Regions from separate parts of the Mus musculus genome. Here region 1 is linked to region 2. A link is a contact called in public Micro-C data. All regions are on one chromosome and are shown on one strand. Each heading gives the region's core, a stretch centred on a gene start, on an enhancer-like site or on the middle of the called end of the contact. The rest is flanking DNA. Distances are from core to core; before and after follow the strand shown. Region 1 holds the start of Pknox2 (Pbx/knotted 1 homeobox 2). Region 2 holds the start of Fli1 (Friend leukemia integration 1).

Region 1 (4,803 bases), core at 218-2,717, 4.6 Mb before region 2:
ACCACAGATCAGAGGTTGGGGTGACATAACTCTACCTAGTGAAAGTCTTTAGGGAGTCCATGGGAAGATGTTTCAACCCCATCTGTAGCAGTGGATCTATAGGTGAAAGCCCCCTCCCCGTCCCACAGGAACATTGCAGGTGAATGTGGAGTTGCTGGCAGGACCTGGATAAAGAGCACATCTGGAATGTGATGCAGACGTCTCTGAGCCTTTGGATCTAATGATACTTCTCATTTTTGCCGGAATCCGAGGCAGGGGAGGAATGACCCAGAGGCTTGGAATGGAGCAAAGGGTAACCTCCCTCTGCTGGGGTTAGATCCTTTTCTGGGAACCTGACTGTCTGGATTCCCTCTTAGCTTTTCCTTAACTTTCAGTGACTTTGTTTAGGCTTCAGCCAGGCTCCTTTCCTGGTGTGAGAGTCACAGGATTCATTGTCACCTGCCTGTGGCCTGAAACCGCTTCTCAAGGGGGGCAGAAGGGATTCTCTGGTCCTCTGTGTAGGAGCTGAGCCAGTCTGCATCCTGAGTGGCTGAGCCTATACTTGGCACTCAGTAGGAAAGTCATCTTTGTTGACTAAATGGAGACATGCATGGTTGCACTGGCTTGATTTGGCTTTTCATTGTAGAAGTGACTTGGGTGAGGAGCCTGTTTGGTGTATGGAACAGATTGGACCACCCCAGCAAGCCCAAGCTGAAACAGTACTCCCCTCACCTTACGGTGCCCAGCCTCCGGGACACACTGGCTGGCTAAGCAGTTTTAAGAATGAAACAGCAGTGGCTTCCAAGCACTTGCCTGACATTTGCCAAGGGATAGCTTCTGATAAGGCTCTTTCCCTTGTTATCTTGCCCCTGAACCACCCCATCAACCCTCGGATGAACCAAGCGTCAGAGGAAGCCTACAGCAGGGGGAAAAAAAAAAGCTCTTGAGACCAGGGATAACTAACCACCTGAGCACCTTTGCTGGGGCCAAGGTAATGAGAATTATTCAAATGCAATCATAAAAATGAGGCCAGCCGGGCAGGAATGGGGTGGGGGTGTGATGGAGAGAACGTTTCTTGCCAGTTTGAAGATTCCTATTTTCTTGGGGTTCTCTTGAGGTACACAGAAAATTTCACCTCCTCTCAATCTCTTCAGCACCTGGTGTCTTGGAACTCGTCACCAGTTGATCGCTAAGGAGGACACCGGGTAGGGGTGCGCCTGCATTTCTGGGGTTCACTGCATCACCTCTGTCAGGCAACCCCCAGGTCTGGGCGCCTGCTGCCTCTCTCCAGCAGCAAGCAGGCCAGAGCCTGATGTCTGAGCCGAGCCTCCAGTAGAGGGAGACACTCTAGCAGCTCCTCGCCTGGGAAGCGGCCGGGTCCAGGAGTGGGTGGGGGCTATGGGGGGGGGGGAGAAAGGGGGAGTGGGGAGAGGGGAGGTGTGCGCGCGCGGGGAGGGGGGGGGAGGGAGTCCGGGGGGCGGGTCCCTGTGCCGCTGACGTCCCGAGCAGTGCTGGGAAGTATAGGCTGTGTTGTCACGCCGGTGTCAGTCTGATGAAGATTGGCATCAGGTAAGCTGTCATTCATTTCCATGTCAGAGACGCTTTTGCAGGCGGCGGCGGCGGCGGCGGCTGCTGCTGCGGGCGGCTGCCTCAGAGCGCGTGTGTTTTATTCCAGTCCCCAAGCCAGAGTATTATTCATTGCGACAGGGCAAGGAGGAGAGAGGGAGAGAGGGAGGCAGCAGGGAGGAGAGAGAGGGAGGCAGCAGGGAGGAGGGAGGCAGGGAGCAGAGAGGGACGGCGGGAGCGTGCAGAGAGAAGCTGGGGAAGCGCCGGGAGAGCGCGGAGCGAAGCCGCGCGAGGGGAGGCGAGGCTGGGCGAGGAGGCGGCGAGAAGCGCGCGGCCCACCCGCTCCCGGACCCGGCCGGTGCGCAGCTCCGTGCCCGCCTCGCTGCCGCCGCCTCGCCCCGCTCCCCTCTGGCCCAGGGCCGGGCGTGCATTGTTTGCGGTCGCAAGCAGCTGGGCAGCGGACTCAGAGCGCAGCGGCCCTAGAGCCTGTAGCGGGCGGGCTGGAAGCCGTGCACCCGGAGCTTCCCGGGACTCGAGCCCAGGGACGAGCGCGTCGGCCGGAGTCCCTGCGCAGGCGGCTCCTGGCTAGGCGCTCGGTGGGGGCGAGGCTGGGAACTGCGGGCGGGCTTCGGTTCTCCTTTCCCGGGCTCCAGGAGCCCTGTGGCTGGAGCTTCCTAGGTGTCACCAGCCCCGAGCTGCCTTCGAGTGGTTGGAAGCGGGAGCAGCCCTAGCCTGCGGCCGGGTGGCTGGAGTCAAGCAGTGGCGGCCGCGTCCTGCCCGGCCCGGGGAGGCAGGGAGAGTAGAGGTTTACCGGAGGATCAGTGGGGACAGGGGAACATGTGTGTGTGTGTGTGTATGTATGTGTGTGTGTATGGGGGGGGGGGAGGTGTTAGTCAGAGAAACCAGAACCCGAGGGGCGACGCTCAGGGACTCTAACTAGGAGTAGGAGGAGAATTTGTAGGGTCACTGGCTCTCTACGTATTGTTGGGTCTTTTGGGCGGGGAGGGGAGGATTAGGGGTCCTTGGCGAAGAGCTAGAAGATAAATTCGTAAAAGGGGGGGAGGTGGGCACGGAAAGCGTCCCGAGAAGAAAGCCGATGGGGATGGGGCAGGGTCCTGAATGTGCCGCGCGAAGTTTCTGTTTCTTTCGGGTTAGGCTGGCTTCCAAAGCCAAGGAAGAAACGAGCGCAGTGGGCCGCGCTGTCTGGAGAGTCCTTCACAGGGCAGCCAGGGTTCCCGCGCGGTCGGAAGACGCGGGTTGGGAGTGGGAGGGGGATGCGGATCAGCCCCTTAAAGGAGGGCTGGGTTTTGGAGCAGGCTAGAGTTTGGGTTGCAGGAATCAAGCTGTTTTCAGAATAGGGACAGATGGGCCGCTGTGTAGTTTACATGCCGGCAAAGACAGAGGGCTGGAGTTAGGCGCCGGGGCCCCGATTACCTCCGAGGCTTGACTCCGGAGCCGGTGACGTTGTTTTAGAACTGACACTCGGGATCAGGATATTGAAATGTAGGAAGAATTGCGCGTCCAGGTTCTTACAGCGTGTGGGAGGAAAAGCTTTTATGTAGGCAAGAAAAGTAGTTGATTCCAGCCGTGGTGAGCGAGCCCCGAACGTCTGCTGCTTCTCCCCCTAAAGCGAATCTTGCGGATGAGAGGATCTGGGTGCACAGGGCTGAAACCTAGGAGAAAGACTCTGGAAGGTACACAAAAATAGTGATTCAGTACGAAGTGACCGGGTAGCATCATCCGGGTCCGAGTGGAGCCAAGGAGCTGGCCCTGCAGAGTCAGCAGGCTCTGGGAGTCACTTGCGGTCTGTGGCCTCAGCGTGGCGGGGTGGTTGCTGGTGGCCCGCCGGGACAGTGGTAGGCGACGCAGGCAAGGGGGCCACTAGTAGAGAGGTGCTACTGGGGCTTAAGGAATCGTGGCTGCCGCCAAAGGAAAGACATTCCCGAACTCCGGAGTCCTCATCGGATCTGCCGCCTGTTTATCTGCAAGCGATGCTTGCTTCGTCCAGGGCAATGTCGAAGAGCGCACAGGCCGGCCCATACCGGCAAGGTTCTATCCTAGAGGGAGGAGGAAGTTCGGGGTTTCCTTACCCTCACATATGTTATCTTGGGACTTCTCCAGGCTGTTGGCTTTCTGGAATTCAAATGCTCTTCAACTGGTAGAATCCAAGATAACAAGCTTAAACGGATTTAAACATCCGCCCCCCCACACACCCCCCTCCCAAATCTCAGAAATGATGGTGTTCAAAAGCAACATGGTTTTATCCCAAACTCTAGCCCCTTTGCCCTCCCACTCTGCCTTCTGACCTTCCCGTGGCCCCTGGACCTTGATGCAAATGCACGCATGTGTGTATGCCTGTAGGTAGGTGTGGGGTGTCTCTTATTTAGGGGCTCGTATCTCATACTCAAACTACTTCCTCAAGGCTCGGGCCTAGCTCACCAGTGGGTGGAGTGGAGGGGTCCTAAAGAAGGAAAGAGCAGATTGGGGAGAAGGAGGGTTGAAGATGTTACATTCTGGACATTTAGATAAAGAGTAAGGTTGAGGGATGGATGTAAGTGTGTGTGTGTGTGTGTGTGTGTGTGTGTGTGTGTGTGTGTTGGGAGTTGATTTTCTCTGTGCATGATTTCTCTGTGCACCGTGAATTGAGAAAGCCAGCCAGTCCTTTGGGGCACTGAAGCCGCAGGACCCAAGAATGGCCACCGCGGCCGGGGGCGCGGCGACCGCTACCAGGAGCTGTTGTTTTCCAGACTTGGAATTCCTGAGCGCTCTTCTCCAGCCCTGAGCTGAGCGGGGGAGGGAGCCGTGACCCCACGGAGACTCCCCGGTCACCGCCTCCCTTTTGTGAGATCGAAAGGCATGAAAGCCTAGAGAAAGAGGATCTGCAGGGAATGAGGGCCAGGGGGTTACTCGAGGGAGATGGGCCTAGCAACAACCACAGTAAAATGCTTAGCGCAAATCGCAGCGAAGTGTACCCAACTCGAGACTGGCTGTTTTATGACCCTTTCTAGGAGTTTACTGCTCTGTGCTTTTAAGTCTATAGATTGCTTTAAGTTAATGAAAGTGCGGCTTTCAAAGGGGCCTTTTTATTGTGCGGCAGCGACAAATCTAGTACCTCCCCTTTACTCTTCCAAAATGGGCCCATTTAGAAGGAGGGAGCTTGCTGGGATTCCCACATGAACAGAGCTGGGGGGTGGGGGTGGGGGGAAGAACACCACTTGAAAATGGGGATTAATAAAAGACAGCGTTCCGCGTAATTCA
Region 2 (4,557 bases), core at 477-2,976:
GGTGGCCCCAGGCAAAGGGGGGGGACTGACCCCGCTAGCGGTAACCAGATGTGGCGGTCCCAGGGGAGCCCCGGAGCAGACCCCTGGATTGAGAAGCAGACAGGAGGAGGGGGAGTGGGCCCGGCCCCCACCCCACCCCCCACAGTAAACCGAGTCTCAATTGCTGGCAGGCTGCACCGCCACTCCAGGTCTGGTCACGTTCAGACCCGTGTCTGTATTCGAACCCCAAATTGGAGCTGAATTGATGAGACTAATTTGGAGAGGGGGAAGGGGGGAGGGAGGGAGGCGAGCGAGCGAGCGCAATTGCTCCTGAAGAAATAAAGAATTAATAAGTCACCTTCTTGCCGCCGTGGACACCCTCTTGATTTTTTTTTCCTTTCCAATTTATTCGGATCTGCTCTGGAATTTTTCCCCTCTTTTCCCGGGAGGACTCTTAAATAATAGTGAGAAAGTCCACAGCGTGGTCTGAAGAGCGTGGAAAAAGGTAACCTGTTTTCAAAGTCTGGGAGATGGGAGTCAGGCCGCCAGCGCCGATACCCCAGAGAAGCCTTAACAAGAGAGCTCCTGGGTCCAGCAGGGGAGGCGCGGGGGATAGCAGAAAGAACCGAGCCGGTAAAGCGGGCCACGCCGCTGGTTGGGAATGACAGTCCCTAGCTTGGACCCTTAGACTGCCCGTTCTCATCCAAGGTGGGGTCTCTGCTGAGCCGCGGCTCGCCGCGCTCCTGGGTCCTGCTGCGTAGTGTGGAGGGCAAGCTCGCCCTGGTGTCAGTTCCTTGGGGGCTGCGATGGTATTGAAGAACTTGGGCCGTCGGGTCCTGATAGGTGAGAGAATTTAACTCAAAAAGCCTAGGTTGTGGCTGGTCTACCTCCTTAGCGGGCTGTGGAGCCCGGAGTCGAGGCGCGCCAAAGCATGGGCATCTCTCTGCTAACAAAGCTTGAGGTATTGAGCCCTTGACAGGTCAGGTCCGCGGGACCCAGAATTCGCTTTGAGCCTATCCGGAGACCAGCGCTTAGATGCAAAAACTCTCTTCGGCTCCTCTCTTTCTTTCTTTCTTTCTTTCTTTCTTTCTTTCTTTCTTTCTTTCTTTCTTTCTTTCTTCCTTCCTTCCTTCCTTCCTTCCTTCCTTCCTTCCTTCCTTCCTTCCTTTTTAAAAATAGTAGGTTTGCCTTGATCTGCATCCGAATCTCCCCTGGCGGTCAGCATCGCCAGGTTATCCCCTGTTCTAACAAACTCTTCCGCCGTCTTCCTCCCATCCCCAAAAAAGTTTGACTCCGGCTGGAAAAAGCATTAATGAATGTATCTGTGGGAAGAAACGGAAAGTGAATGAGTCAGGAGGGCCACCTTCGGCCAAAGGCCCAAGGGAAAGGAAAGAGGCCAGAGGCGTTTGGCTTTGGATTTGGGGGGAAGGTGATGGGGGAGTTGCAGACTTCAGGAATCAGGGAGCGGATACTGGGCGTGGACCCCGTCATTGTTCCTGGCCAGCTCTTATCTCCCAGGAGCAAGTATCCTGTGTGCGCAGTGCATGAATGTAACTGGGCATCCCGCGTATATTTATATAGCGAGTGATGCGAAAAGCAGGGCGAGGAGAGGACGAGGGGGTGTGGGGGAGGGAAGACAAGAGAGAGCAGAGAGTGGAGAGGGCGAGATGAGAGAGAGAGAGAGAGAGAGAGAGAGAGAGAGAGAGAGAGAGAGAGAGAGAGAGATAGGACTTCCTCCCCGATCGCAAAGTGAAGTCACTTCCCAAAATTAGCTGAAAAAAAGTTTCATCCGGTTAACTGTCTCTTTTTCGATCCGCTACAACAACAAACGTGCACAGGGGAGCGAGGGCAGGGCGCTCGCAGGGGGCACTCAGAGAGGGCCCAGGGCGCCAAAGAGGCCGCGCCGGGCTAATCTGAAGGGGCTACGAGGTCAGGCTGTAACCGGGTCAATGTGTGGAATATTGGGGGGCTCGGCTGCAGACTTGGCCAAATGGACGGGACTATTAAGGTAAGCGGCTGGGCAGTGGGCGCGGGGAGAGGGCCGACCGGGGCGGCGGGAGGGCTGGGCGCCGGGGTCCCGGAAGACGTGGCCGCTCTCCCTTCCTTCCGCGCCCCGGCTTCGCGCGGTCTCCTCCGGGTGGCGAGTCCCCCATTCCGAGGAGGCCGGCCAGCCTTCCCGCCCAGGGCGATCTACCCCTCACTCCTTGCGCCACTGTGGAATCCCGCAGGCTCCCACTGTGCCGCCCGAAGGGGCTGCGAGACCCGGCAGCTGAAACCTGGGGACCCGGGGCGCGGAGCAGAGTCTCGGGCGGGAGATCGCCGGGTCGGTTCCCACCCGGCACCCAGACGACCTGGCCCCGGCGCCAGGCACTAGTCTGGCGGCCAGCTTCCTCACGCCAGAGGCCGAGATCTGCGCGGGCAGGAGCAGCGTTCGCCTCTGGCTGGGGTCCCCCGACCCTCCGAGCGAGTTGGAGGAGTAGTTGCGGGAGGGCAAGGGGTGCAAGGGAGGGTGTCTGAGGATCCGGCTGAGCCGGCGGGTCCAGATGGAAGACCCTGTTTACTTGTCAGCCAGACCGGTTTCTCTTCCCCCCTTCTCACTGCTGCTGCCCGGCAGTTGCGGACGCCGGCTGCCTGGAGCTAACGGGCCCGCCTCGCAGTTCCTCGGGTTAGGAATCTCCTTGCTCTCCGGCTCCTCAGTGCCTCAGATCCCGCACACTGTGCGTGCGCCTGCTTTAGAGCAAGGGATCCAGGAGCTGTCCTCTCAGTAAGAATTAAACTCCTTCAACAGCTGTCCCCCTGCGGTGGCTGGTTCAGAGTCTATGGCCTGGGGCTTGCCGATTGCACCCCCACCCCCACCCGCCACCCGCGCCGGCCCAGCTTGGGTCTAGGTTGCAAAGTGCAGACCAGCAGACCTGTGAGTCTGGGTTCCCTGTCACGCTTCAGAAAGGCCGAGTGCTCCCTCCGAAAGGGGGAAGTAGGGCCAGGAGCAGAGACGAGGGACACCCCCTAACGTGACTAGCCTAAGAGGACTTAGGAGAATGAATGAGAGCAGACGTTAGCTTCAAGGCTGCATATCAAGCAGGAATTGCTCTGGAAAAACTATCAGGCTGGTGAGGTGGGGACTGGCAGAGCCGCCATTCTCCAGAACCCAGAGGAATCCACTTCCCTCTCATGGCTTGATGAAGAGGAGGTGAAGGTGTTGTTGGCTTTAGAGAATTTAACAGATTTTTATCTTCTGGGTGGGGTCAGAGTGTTTTTATTTTCTAAGAGTCTCTTCTCTCTCTCTCTCTCTCTCTCTCTCTCTCTCTCTCTCTCTCTCTCTCCCTCCCTCCCTCCCTCCCTCCCTCCCTCCTTCTCTCTCCCTCCCTCCTTCTCTGAAACATGCTGACTTAGGTAAAAGGCACCAACTGAAGGAACTCAAAGACAGATGAGATAGCCGATTGTAATGGGGTTTTAACACAACCACCTAGCCACAGGTTTTTCAAACCTGACTTGAGAGTGTTCCTAAGGGGTGTGCTCTGGAGACCTGACAGTGCAGGTCCCTGGGCCCTGCTTCTCTGCTTCCTGTTGGTATGTTCCTGCAAGTGCCTACATCCCTCAGGTTCAGTAACCAGATGGTCCTTCGAAAATCTTCACACCCCCATTCAGAACACTATCTACTCACAACCCCCCCCCCCAAACTCCCCTAGGTCCTAAAGGGTGGTAATGTGGCTCCAGAGGCTTAATGTGGACACTCTGAGAAGAAGTGAAGCAATATCTGCGCAGTGTTCAGACCTCTAAGCACAGGCCCTGAGCTCTGGAGGAAGCTGTGGTCTGTGTACCCAGGATGTGTTAACCCCACACTGTGCACAATGGGATGGGCATGACAGGCCTCAAGGGCAACCTTAGACCAGGAGGCTGCCACTCCATACCAAAGATGGGGGTCAGGGCTCTTTTAGGGTCAATAACTAACAGGAGCTCATGAGCCCCCCCCCCAGACCTCCCAAGGAATACCTTGTTTCTCACCTGGGAGACTTAACTCCAAGGCTACCTATAGATCAATCGCTTTTCAAGCCATCTTCTGGATACCAAAGGTTCTGGAAGATTGAGTCTTTCGTGTATCCTTTAGCCTTTTAGCTATGTAGAAGCCATAGGTTCTTGTTTATATGTGACCTTCTGATTTGGGGGGTCCTAGACCCCACTTACATGATGGTTTAATGCCATGCTTGGTGTAGATACTGAAAGGCACTGAATTGGAAGGAATGTCAACCAACTTGTGATCTTATTATATGAATTTACAGCTATAGGACATCTTTGACCTTCATAATCTTCATAAAAATCCCATGGGACTACTTTACACTGGTGTCCCAGTTGCTTGTGTACTAAACCACTATCCTGCCCTACATGGACAAAGGTCAGAGGATACTATCAATCAAATGTAAATCTGTAGATACAGACCTAGAGCACTTAGCTCGCCAGTTTGAACAGCCTGGGACAATCAGCACTGAGTGATTCTGGGATGTGATCTTATGCACCTGCCTGCATCTTCCTCAATCTCAATCTGAAAATACCTGTGGGTCTTGATGCCCAGGGTGTACA

Evidence for each region. A called contact is a pair of places that touch in the nucleus more often than the background predicts.
Region 1: a Micro-C map of embryonic stem cells shows a contact between it and region 2, with 27 times the contacts expected there. The contact joins the promoter of Pknox2 here to the promoter of Fli1 in region 2. A contact is called at or near these places in 3 of 484 Hi-C or Micro-C datasets (all in embryonic stem cells) and 1 of 115 datasets of contacts at active chromatin or transcription factors (embryonic stem cells).

What each region holds. Positions count from the first base shown.
Region 1 is chr9:37,143,986-37,148,788 of GRCm38.p6, reverse strand. It overlaps Pknox2 (Pbx/knotted 1 homeobox 2), which reads left to right and starts at 1,467. Exons shown (of 13, transcript NM_001029838.2): 1 at 1,467-1,548.
Region 2 is chr9:32,538,621-32,543,177 of GRCm38.p6, reverse strand. Fli1 (Friend leukemia integration 1) reads left to right here and starts at 1,726. Exons shown (of 9, transcript NM_008026.5): 1 at 1,726-1,987. The coding sequence starts at 1,970.